Regions from separate parts of the Sus scrofa genome. Here regions 1 and 2 are each linked to region 3. The links are chromatin contacts, called in public HiChIP or PLAC-seq maps. All regions are on one chromosome and are shown on one strand. Each heading gives the region's core, a stretch centred on a gene start, on an enhancer-like site or on the middle of the called end of the contact. The rest is flanking DNA. Distances are from core to core; before and after follow the strand shown. Region 1 has its middle 19 kb from the start of UGP2. Region 2 has its middle 120 kb from the start of PELI1. Region 3 has its middle 20 kb from the start of VPS54.

Evidence for each region. HiChIP or PLAC-seq counts read pairs in DNA pulled down with a chosen protein or histone mark.
Region 1: a contact with region 3 is called in an H3K27ac HiChIP or PLAC-seq map of alveolar macrophages. The contact joins two enhancer-like sites. A contact is called at or near these places in 1 of 47 Hi-C or Micro-C datasets (fibroblasts) and 1 of 2 datasets of contacts at active chromatin or transcription factors (alveolar macrophages).
Region 2: an H3K27ac HiChIP or PLAC-seq map of alveolar macrophages shows a contact between it and region 3. The contact joins two enhancer-like sites. A contact is called at or near these places in 1 of 47 Hi-C or Micro-C datasets (brain) and 1 of 2 datasets of contacts at active chromatin or transcription factors (alveolar macrophages).

What each region holds. Positions count from the first base shown.
Region 1 is chr3:78,047,604-78,050,992 of Sscrofa11.1, reverse strand. No RefSeq gene overlaps it. Among named protein-coding and RNA genes, the nearest start is that of UGP2, 19 kb to the right of the region's middle. Within about 2 kb of position 1,437, at least 2 of the 83 cell types and tissues checked have an H3K27ac peak or open chromatin away from gene starts, as enhancers often do. A contact at or near this core is called in alveolar macrophages, where this site is marked.
Region 2 is chr3:77,614,513-77,617,863 of Sscrofa11.1, reverse strand. No RefSeq gene overlaps it. Among named protein-coding and RNA genes, the nearest start is that of PELI1, 120 kb to the left of the region's middle. Within about 2 kb of position 1,988, at least 41 of the 83 cell types and tissues checked have an H3K27ac peak or open chromatin away from gene starts, as enhancers often do. A contact at or near this core is called in alveolar macrophages, where this site is marked.
Region 3 is chr3:77,834,354-77,838,190 of Sscrofa11.1, reverse strand. No RefSeq gene overlaps it. Among named protein-coding and RNA genes, the nearest start is that of VPS54, 20 kb to the left of the region's middle. Within about 2 kb of position 2,265, at least 5 of the 83 cell types and tissues checked have an H3K27ac peak or open chromatin away from gene starts, as enhancers often do. A contact at or near this core is called in alveolar macrophages, where this site is marked.

The DNA.
Region 1 (3,389 bases), core at 188-2,687, 210 kb before region 3:
TGTTTTCTCTCTGGATGTTTTTAAGAACTTTTCTTTATATATTTATAGGTGTAGGTTTATTTTTTTTTTCTTTCTTCCTGCCACTATGTCTTTTGAACTTCCCAAGAATGCTCCCAACTCAAAGTTTTTGCATGTCCTAGAATTACAGCTTTGAAAGCAATTCTTCCAGGTGTATTCCTGGCTTGCTTCTCTAACTAGTTCAAGTCTCTGCTCCATTACTTCCTCAGAGGGGCCGTCCCTGATCCCAATGTTAAGCTTTCTTTTCTTACCTTTAATTTTTCATCACAGAACCAATTACTTACATCTGAGATTTTCTTAAATGTTTGTTTGTTCATCATCTTCCACCCTGCCCCAAGAATATATACTCACAAGGGCCCAGACTTGGTTTTTTTCACTGCTGTATCACTAGTACTTAGAATAGTACCTGGAACAGTAGGTACTTAACAAATATTTGTTAACTTAATCAGTTAATGGCCTCCCCCCTATGCTTTATTCTTTCCTTTTTAGGCAGGTGAATTCTTTTCTGTGTATCTACGGGCTAAATGACTAAAACAAAATGATTGGCATTTCTCAGTTCTAATTCCAAATTCCTAGGAGAGAAATTCTGACCAGTACAGATTGGGTCAGTAGTCTCTCCTTGGTCAAATTAGGTATGGCTAGGTGGTAGGTTACAAAGTGCACATGGCCATAGAGGTCTCACCCCAACAGAGTGGAAGCTTTTAGAAAAGGGAGGATCTGGGCAAATAGGTACTCAAAAATTGTCTCAAATTTGCTGTAAGGGCAAATTGAGGAAAACTAAAAGCTTCCACAGAAATACAAGCAATTACCGTGTTCACTGATAGGTGAAACATTACATAGAGTCAATAAAGTCAATTTTTTTGTTGATTCAAGATCATCCTTATCATTGGTTTACATTGTGACAATGATATTTAAACTTTTGATTTGCCTTGCTTTATCTCTTTCCTACTTAATCCATTGCCTGAGCTCCTAAAGTCTTAAATTCTTGGCCCTGCCCCAGCCTTTCCTCTCTTGAGCCTTAAGTAATCTTTAAAACTTATTAACTTTTCCTTTCTTGCTAAGTGATGGTATGATTGCCTATAATTTTGTTTCTTAATAAAATTGCCTAATATTTGCTTTTGTTAGGAAATATACCACATTATGAAAACTTATGAATTTGTATTTTATGTATAAAAACAGATTTTAAATTATTATGATGAAAAAGTTATACATGCATGAGTAATACAAAAAATTCAAACATGAGTAGAAAAATGAAATATGAAAAATGCAGCCCAACTACTGTTGACAACCTAGTTCTACTTCCTAGAGCACTTTTTTGACCAGAACTCAAAGTAGGAAGTACATTTTAGACACATACACACATATACATAGTTGATAAAAAATTTCATCAATTTTACTTTCTTTTTCTTATTTTTCTTCCTCTTTTAATACAGATTGTAACCCACTAACTTGACTTCACTCCCACAGTTTGAAACACTCTGCCCTAAAGATTGCTACATCAAACTGTTTTTAGTACTTTTGGTAGTTACCTCCATACTGAACATAATATACATATATTGCCACATTTTGGTTCAATTCCTGTTCTTAAAAAAAAAAATTCCTGACATTTTTAAAGTTGAAAAAGAACAATAAGAATTTAGCTTAATTGGGAGATCCCATTGTGGTTCAGCAGGTTAAGAATTCAACTAGTATCCATGAGGATGCAGGTCTGATTCTTGACGTCATACAGTGAGTTAAGGATCCAGCATTGCTGCAAGCTGCTGTGTAGTTCACAGATGTGGCTCGGATCTAGAGTTGCTGTGGTGGTGGTGTAGGCCAGCAGCTGCAGCCAATTCAATCCCTAGCCTGGGAATTTCCATATGCCACAGGTGAGGCCCTAAAAATTAAAAAAAAAAAAAATTTAATTGAAAAGAAAAAAGAATTTAGCTTAATTACATTATCCTTTACTTTTCTTTTCCTAGTCTCCTTTTAGCAATTTTTAATCATAGTACATTAAGTTCTATTTGTTACTTTATTGCTTTAAATATACTTAAACCTCTTGTTTTTTTTTTTCTTTTTATGGCTGCACCTGCAGCATATGGAAGTTCCCAGGCTTGGGATCAAATGGAACTGTAGCCGAGGCCCATGCCACAGCTACAGGCAACACTGGATCTGAGCCACATCTGTGACACAACTTGTGCCAATGCCAGATCCTTAACACACTTAGCAAGGCCAGGAATTGAACCTGAATCCTCACAGACACTATGCTGAGTGCTAACCCACTGAGCCACAACAGAAACTCCTTAAACCTCTATTTTTTGATCTACCTTTAGAAAGTGTCCAGCCATACTTTAGGAAATGTCTCTTGATTCCTCCATTATGTAAGATTAATATATTTGCATGCCTTCACTTTCCTCCATTTCCCAATTTCCATTAACTGTACCACTACTTTTACACAGTCAATAATTATAATATTTACTTTGTTAGAATAATTGTCTTCTGCATTTTGTCTCTGAATTTATTTTAAAAAGTGGTTTTTTTTCAGTATTACAATTTTTGTAAATCTTACTCATTGCTGAATCAATAGTAGTATAAACAGACTTGTAAAAAGGGAAATGTAAACCTTGTTACTAAATCTATGCTTATTGAAGGAGAACATTCCAGATATCAATGTCAAACAGAGTTTCTTATATGACCATTGATTACTTATAAAAATGTCACATGTTAGTTTGTTTCATCTCTGGACAATGGGTTATACAACTCTGTCTTTACTAAAGATTCTAATTGTCTCTTCTCCGTTGATGACAGAAGAAGCATATGTCATCATATCATTAAGGTATTAAATAATGCTATTTCATAAAATTAATATACTTTTTTTAAAAAAGATACTCTTATGAGATCCTTTTAACTTCCTGTTCTTAATATTACTGACCACCTTGAAGGTCTAAATATGTGTGCTGAAATATCTTTTTATTGCATTCCTAGAGTAGATCCTATTACTGGCTTTTCATATTTCTTGAGTTCTCTTTTCATTTTGCTAGATCATTTCCTTAAGCATTTTTTTTTTTTCTGAAAAGGTACATAAGGGGTCCAAAAAAAGTGAAAAATGTCCTAATTTGTCCTTATCCTTGAATGCATAGTCTATCTATAGAATTCTAGGTTCAGAATTAATTTTCACTAAGACTTTGAAATTCTACTGTCTTCAAATAATGTTGCTAAGATAAATGGCAAATTCAACCTTTTTCAATCTCTCAATCACTCTCGTAAAGGTAACTGACAACCTCTATTTGGCTGACTCTTTCGTTTGTGCTCAGTTTAATTAAATCCTCCTAATTGGCCTTTTCTTTCTTTCTTTTCTGTCTTTTTTTAGGGCTGCGCCTGCAGCATATGGA
Region 2 (3,351 bases), core at 739-3,238, 220 kb after region 3:
TTAAGCAGGGTAGGAAGACTGAGGGAACTCTGAAACCAGAATTGCCTGTTCTTCTTATTTGGTTCCATAATGTGTAACATAAACAGAATTAGTACTTATTGCTTCTTAGGATTTAAGTTAAAACTCTGAAGCAGAGTGGACCTTGAAAAGAGTCATGTGGTTATAAATGGATCCCAGTAGCTATTGCCTTTGCTCTTATTAACGACTTCAATTCCCATTTTTGCTTCCGAAGATTATTAAAGTACTGATTCCCACTCCTACTTGAATTGACTCCCTTGACTATATTTTGACTGTTATATGAATAATACTCCTCTTTGGGTGGAATGGGCCCGAGGCTGTGAGTTACACTCAAGACACAGCTAGAAGATGCAGACTGTATCCCTATGCAGATGGGCACCTGGGCTGTTCAGGAGCATGGAGAATGGATGGGGCGTGGTTGGTTAGGAGAGCAGTTGAGAGGCTACTGCAGTCATCCAGGTGACAGAAGACGGTGACCCAAACCAGGCTGGTGACAGCGGAGTGAGGGGACGGCTTCTTGAATATATTTTAGTGGTAGAAATAACAGGTCTTGTCACTGGGATGGATTTAAGGAGTGAGGTAAAGTGAGGGGTCAATAAGAACTCTCAGGTTTCGGCTTAAGCAACAAGTGGAAAATGAAGCCATTTACTCAAAGAGGGGAAGTCTGGAAGAAAACAAATACATGTGAAGAAATCCAAACTTCTGAAGTGGATGTAATAAGTTTGACTTACCTGAGCTAGAACCCATGGAAATAGACAGAAGAAACAGAGCACAGAGAAGTGTGGGTCGGAGGTAGGGATGTAGATGTTATCAGCATTAGTCTTTGCTGATTTGGGGGGTTTGTTTTGTTTTGTTTTGCACCTGCCCAATTTCCATTCATCCTTCAGGTGTCAGCTTTCTCAGCGAGGCTTTCCCCCCCCACCCCCGTCCCCAGTATACATCGCTATGAATTAGGTGCTTTACTGGGCTCTCTCTCAAATAAAATTTTTCCTTAGAGGTGCTTATTATGGTTAGAAATTAAGATTTATGCTTGCTTGTTCTTTAGGGAGGAATCTCAGCCCACACCAAGATGCTCTAGAAAAAAAAAAAAAAAAAAAGATTTTACTTTTCTATAATGGAATCATTTGGGCCCTAAATTAAAAACAAAAACCAAACAAACAAAAAGAATGCAAAGAAAAAAAAAGAAAAGAGGGCCTGGAGGGGCGTGCAGACAGAATGACACATTTATGGGTCAAATAGAAGAGGAAGCTGGCTCAAGCCGCCAAGAAGGAGCTGGGAAGAAAACAGTCTGGGATGTAAGGGGAGACAAGGACTGAGGGAGTGACACTGTATCAAATTCTGCTGAGAAGTAGGATGGAAAGACTGAAGTGACTACTGGATTTATATCGTGGTGGGCATGGGGTCCTTTGTAAGAGCAGTTTGGGTGAAGCAGTGTGGACTGAAGGCAAGTTGCAGTGAGGAAATAACAACTGGAAAGGAGGAGTGAGAAATAATACATAAGGACTATTGTTCTAAGACGTTTTACTGCTGGCAGGGAGAAAACTAGGGCAGTGGCTAGAAAGGTATGTGGGGTGGAGGAGGTAGCTCTGGGCGATACTGAAGCATATCCATGTGTACATGACGACAATGGATTGAAGGGGGATAGGGAGAAATAATAGCAGAAGGAATTAGAGAAGAATAAAGAAAGAAGAGGAAGGGAGCAAGCAGGTAGGAAGGTGGTGACACAGAGAATGGAGCCAAGTCTTTGAAGGCCATGGCCAAGGGCAGCCCATGCCATGCCCACAGGGTGGAGAGGCGAGGTCAGCTGCTGCTCCTGGAGGGGGACGCCATCGCTGGCTAAGTGGTTAGTCAGTCTGTCGGCAGCCAGACCCTGGCCCCTGGCCAACCACATATTGGAGCAAAGTAAGAGTCTTCTGGCAGGCGTCTTTGAAGAGGAAGGATGGTGTGGGCGAGTGCTGAGCAGTGGGAGGGCAGCCAGGACCAGCTTAAGAAGGAGTAAACTCAGCGGGAGCCTGCAGGGGAAGGGCTATGGGGTGCCATCCTAGCATCCCCTTTCTTTCTCTCACCCACACAGCCTGCAACCAAAGGGGTGGGGTACAATTGCACTCATTTCTCTTACCACCTCTCAACTCTGCCACTCCAAGGGGGACCGCCCCTGCAGCCGCCTGAACCTGCCACAGGAGCAGATGGGCACCACTCCCAGCTGCCTGGGCAGGCGAGCCAGGGAGACACGGCAGCCCCACGCTGACCTCGCCTTTGTGATGGAGAGTCTGAAGCATAGGGACAGGGGATGGTCCTGGCTGCCTGGCGGGAGGCCTGGGCTGGCTGAGTCACAGAACCACACAGAGGAGCAGACTTGGGCTCCCGGACTGCAAGAGCCCGGAGAGAACATCTGCTACAACACACAAAGCCTTTCAGTGTCCCCACTCGCCTCAGACGAGGGCTTGTCAAACTTCAATAACATGCAAGAGAATCATCAAGAGATTGTGTTAAAATGCAAATTCTGAGTCCACAGTGCTGGGGTGGGGCCTGAGAGTCAGCATTCCTAACAAGTTGCAGGGTGATGCCGACATGGATGCTGTTTTGAAGAGCAAGGCTTGAGAGGCCTGATGGGGTTAGGACCTCTCTTCCATGGAAAATACACATCAGCTTATATGCACAGACTCTTCACACCATGTGGGCGTCACGTAGACCCTTGAGGCTTGTGGTCTGACCCCTGGGGACAGTGACTCCTGCCCTACATGATTATTGCCAGATTGTTGCCCTTCCCCCAATTCCACTCCAGAAGGTCTCAGAATTGAGAGGATTATTAGAATGACCTGGACCCCTGTTAAAAATGCAGATACCCTGCCCCCTTCCTCATTCCCAGTGAACGGATTCAGTAGGTCTGGGGCAGGGTGCAGGAATACATGTTTTTATCAAGTTCCCCAGGTGAGTCTGATCCAGGTATTTTCACTGAACACACCTGAGAAGCACTAAATACACTCACTTAGGTTCATGTTTTCCCAGGAATATGTGTACTGAAGTCTGAAAATCTCAGGACTGGAAGGAATAAAGATATGATTGAGGAAGTTTAAGTGCTTAGGTTGGTATTTTTGCTCAAGAGATACCCTGAAACACTCAAATCACCCCAGAGTGATTACTGTGACGGCCCGCTCCACTGATCCTACCTTTCATCTGAGGGGTTGCTGGTCCCCAGGGAGGCGAGAGCTATTTTTCAAGCATTGGTGGTGGATTTGAAGAGGCTGATCAGGTTCCCCAGAGGACCAGGGACACCTCCTTCCTAGCTGCTCTGTTCTCCCTTTGTGGGAAGGTTCTGGGGTCTTTCAGACA
Region 3 (3,837 bases), core at 1,016-3,515:
AATATTTGGTTTGTTTCTACATTTTGGCTACCATGAACATATACTTTCATTTCTCTTGGGTACATTCCAAGAGTGGGATTATTTGCTCATACAGTAGGTGTGTAACATCATAAAAACGGCCAAACTCTTCCAAAGTTTCTGCAGAATTTTCATGCCCATTAACAATGTATGAGAATTGCTTTGCATCCTAACCAGCACCTGGTATTATAAGTTTTGTTTGTAGAAGCCATTCTAGTGAGTGTGTAGTGGCATCTCATTCTGGTTTTAATTTGTATTTCCCTAATAACCAAAGATGTTATACATCTTTTAGTGTACTTATATGCTATCTGTCCTCTTTGACGAAATATCTGTTGAAAACTTTTTTCCGTAAAAAATTGGGTGGTTTGTCTCAGATAGCTTCCCTTTACTTAAATATTTTTTAAAATCACATAATTAATTTTGTACAAAAACAATAAAATTAAAATTATCCATGAATCCACAACAGGAGGTAACTATTTTTTAAATAGTGGTGTATGTACTTTCAGTCTATTATTTAAGTGTGGATTTACATTTAATATATGAACAAGTTCAGCAAGTAGTAATAAGTCGAATATTACCCCAGGTCCATTTCTATACCTTGCTCACAAAATGCTTACAATAGGAGAATAGAGGCTTCTTCAATGGAGAAATCAAATAGCCTCAGAAAATAATATTTTCATATAGTGGTATTAGATAATTGGTCAATAAAAAGGCAGCTGTACTAAATGATCACCTTAAGGAAAGCCCATTGTTTGACTTTTTCCCTTCACTCCAGCAAGGACCTTCAGTTTATTTTTTACTTGATTTTTCTCACTTAAAAAAAGAACACAGGCCCAAGGGTCACCAGGCAATTAAGACAAGCCCAAAACATCAGAGATAAGAAACAAACAGGAGTTCCCGTCATGGCGCAGTGGTTAAGGAATCCGACTAGGAACCATGAGGTTGCGGGTTCGATCCCTGCCCTTCCTCAGTGGGTTAACGATCCGGCGTTGCCGTGAGCTGTGGTGTAGGTTGCAGACGCGGCTCGGATCCCGCGTTGCTGTGGCCCTGGCGTAGGCTGGCAGCTCAGCTCCGATTAGACCCCTAGCCTGGGAACCTCCATATGCCACGGGAGCAGCCCAAGAAATGTCAAAAAAGACAGAAAAAAAAAAAAAAAAAAGAAACAAACACAAAAGGAACTTGGAGGAAACAAAGATAATATGGATACAGGAAAAAAAAAAAAGATATTTGAAAATTAAAAATATTATCACAGAAATAAAGCCCCAAAGCAGATCAGGAGGGAATATTGAAGACAAAGAAGACAAGGAGATGAAAAGTAGGATAAAAATGTAAGAGACTTAAAAAAAATCAAGCAGAAATTCCATTGTTCAGCTAGTTAGAATTCCAGAGAGGACAGAACAAATATGAAGAAGAAAAAATTATAAACAAAATCCAAAAAGCTTTATCTGATGTGAAGAAGGTGAGTCTCCAGGTTGACATAGTCCAGCCATCCAGCCTAACAAATGAAAAAAGGCCTGTAAGAATGACATGATGAAATAGTAGAGCACTGAGAATAAAATTTATAAGGGCTTCTAAAAAGGGGAAAAATGATTGCAGCAAAAGGAAGAAGAAACAATAACTTTAGGCATCTTAGTATTACTCAATTCTAGAAGTCAACTGAATATTATCTTCAACATTCTGTAGTGAAATTATGTTTAGCTAAGATTTTTTTATGTAACCACTAATACAGTGTGAGAGTAGAATAAAGACATTTTCAGAGATTCATGATCTCAAAAATTTGCTTTGGGAAATTACTATTTCAGAAGGAAATTGCTATTAGAAGGAAATTACTATTTCAGCAATTTAAGAGAGTCAACCAAGAAAGATGACAAGGAGTCCAGGAAACAGGGAGCTGACTCAGAGGATGGTGAAAGAAGTCCTAGAAGAACAATTATGCCTCAAAGTCTGGGTATTTAGCCTGATTAGATGAAGAGGACAGGGGTTTTGTTTTGTTTTGAGGAAAAAAATGGAACTGATAGATTGATGGTTTTGTGTTTGGAGATTTGGAAAAAAATATTGCTAGCCATATGAAGCTTGAAAAAAAGTCTTTATCTCTAATCATAATTGTGTAAATTCTAACTACTGAATTAATCAGAACATTTTTGCCTTGTGGCATTTTTGCCAAAAACCTTGCCATGTGACATTCAAAGATTATGATAAAATTAGTGGGAGGAGTTGTGGAAGGGAAGTGAGGGCAGAAGTTGAGTAACAGAGCTTAATCCTCAACCACCATAACAGGATGTCTTAAACTAGATCAAGAAAGAGCTGAATGAGCAAAGTACTTCAACACAAAGAGGTAAATAACAGATAAAACAGCTAGAGATTGAAAGTGGCAGTCTTTAAGAGCAGTATGGGTAAGAGATGGAGCAGAGGTCCAACTGCATCCCCACATAAGTCTTTTAGAATAATTTATTTTTTAAGAACCATGTGCCTATATTACATTGATGAAAAAAAACACAAAAACTACATTTAAAATATTTGCATAAGCTTTTCAGATAGAATTGGAGTTGATGGCCTAAAGGCTTACTTTTTAAGGTTTTTGCTATATGCTATCAAGTTGTCTCCCAGAGGTTGCTATCACTTTTACTGCCACCAGCATATATGACAATTATCAACTTCCTTACCTCTCCACTAATCTAGGTTATTTTTATCAAATATTTGCCAGTTGGATGGGGCAGAGGGGAGTTTCTAACCATTATTTGAAATACATTTTCTTTAAGGAGTCCTGCTTATGGCTGAGGCTAAATAGCATTCTCTCAGTTTGTTTCCTGTTAAATTTCTGGATTGCTGCTTGATGAAATTATTCATCTTCTATATGAGTATATGTCTTAACATTCTAGGCTTTAGATTTAGAGCAACTGCAAAAATTGCCTTCATTGTGAAGTAACAGAAAAGCTAACATATTTCAAATAGGATTATTTATTATTTAAGTGCCCAAACAAGTGCCTATTCCTAACTTTCCTATTTCTATTAATGTCCCAGTAATTTTGTACCCTTTCTTCTACATTTAGTCAGTCATCTAATTAAACAATTTGACTCTACATAGATTCTTCTACTCGTGTCCTTCCTATCCCCTCTTACCACTCAATTGTTGCTTTTGCTTTCAGGAAGATCTTGATAGATACTTCCAGATTTCCCTTCCAAAAGATTTTATATGAACCAATAGAGTAGAAGAACAACTTTGTCCTTGAACTGTTGACACTTGGTGTCAACCTTTTTGATCTTTACCAATCTAATAGGTGAAAAATAGATGATGTCTCATTTTAATTTGTATTTGTATTGCTTGTGTATGTAGCTAAAAATGTTTGATTTCTGCCTACGCCTCAGTAAACCAGCATTAGGTCACATAGACAGGCTCATTGCCTGGGGGCTCACAAAGCCAGCATTTACTTTACAGCCTTTACAATAGGAGGCAGGGAAGAAGGGGGCTGGAATGGATGTTGAAGGCATCATTTTTTTTTTCATTTACAACTTTTGGGTTTTACAAATTTCCCTATCCTAAGATTGAAATTTTACTCATTTTAACTTTTTTATTATAAAACAATTGAAATACTCAAAAGTGGAACAGAATAATGAACTTTCTGCTGTCTGTTGCACAGCTTAAAAACTAACATCTTATATTTTTATTTCATTTATCCCATGCCTCATTATTTTCCTGAAGTCTTCTAAGATAAAATCTTAGTTACTTCATTATTTCACCAATGAAAACATTAATATGTTTCTCTAACAAGTAAGGATATTTAATGTATAACATATATACATTAAAACTTATGGCTCAGT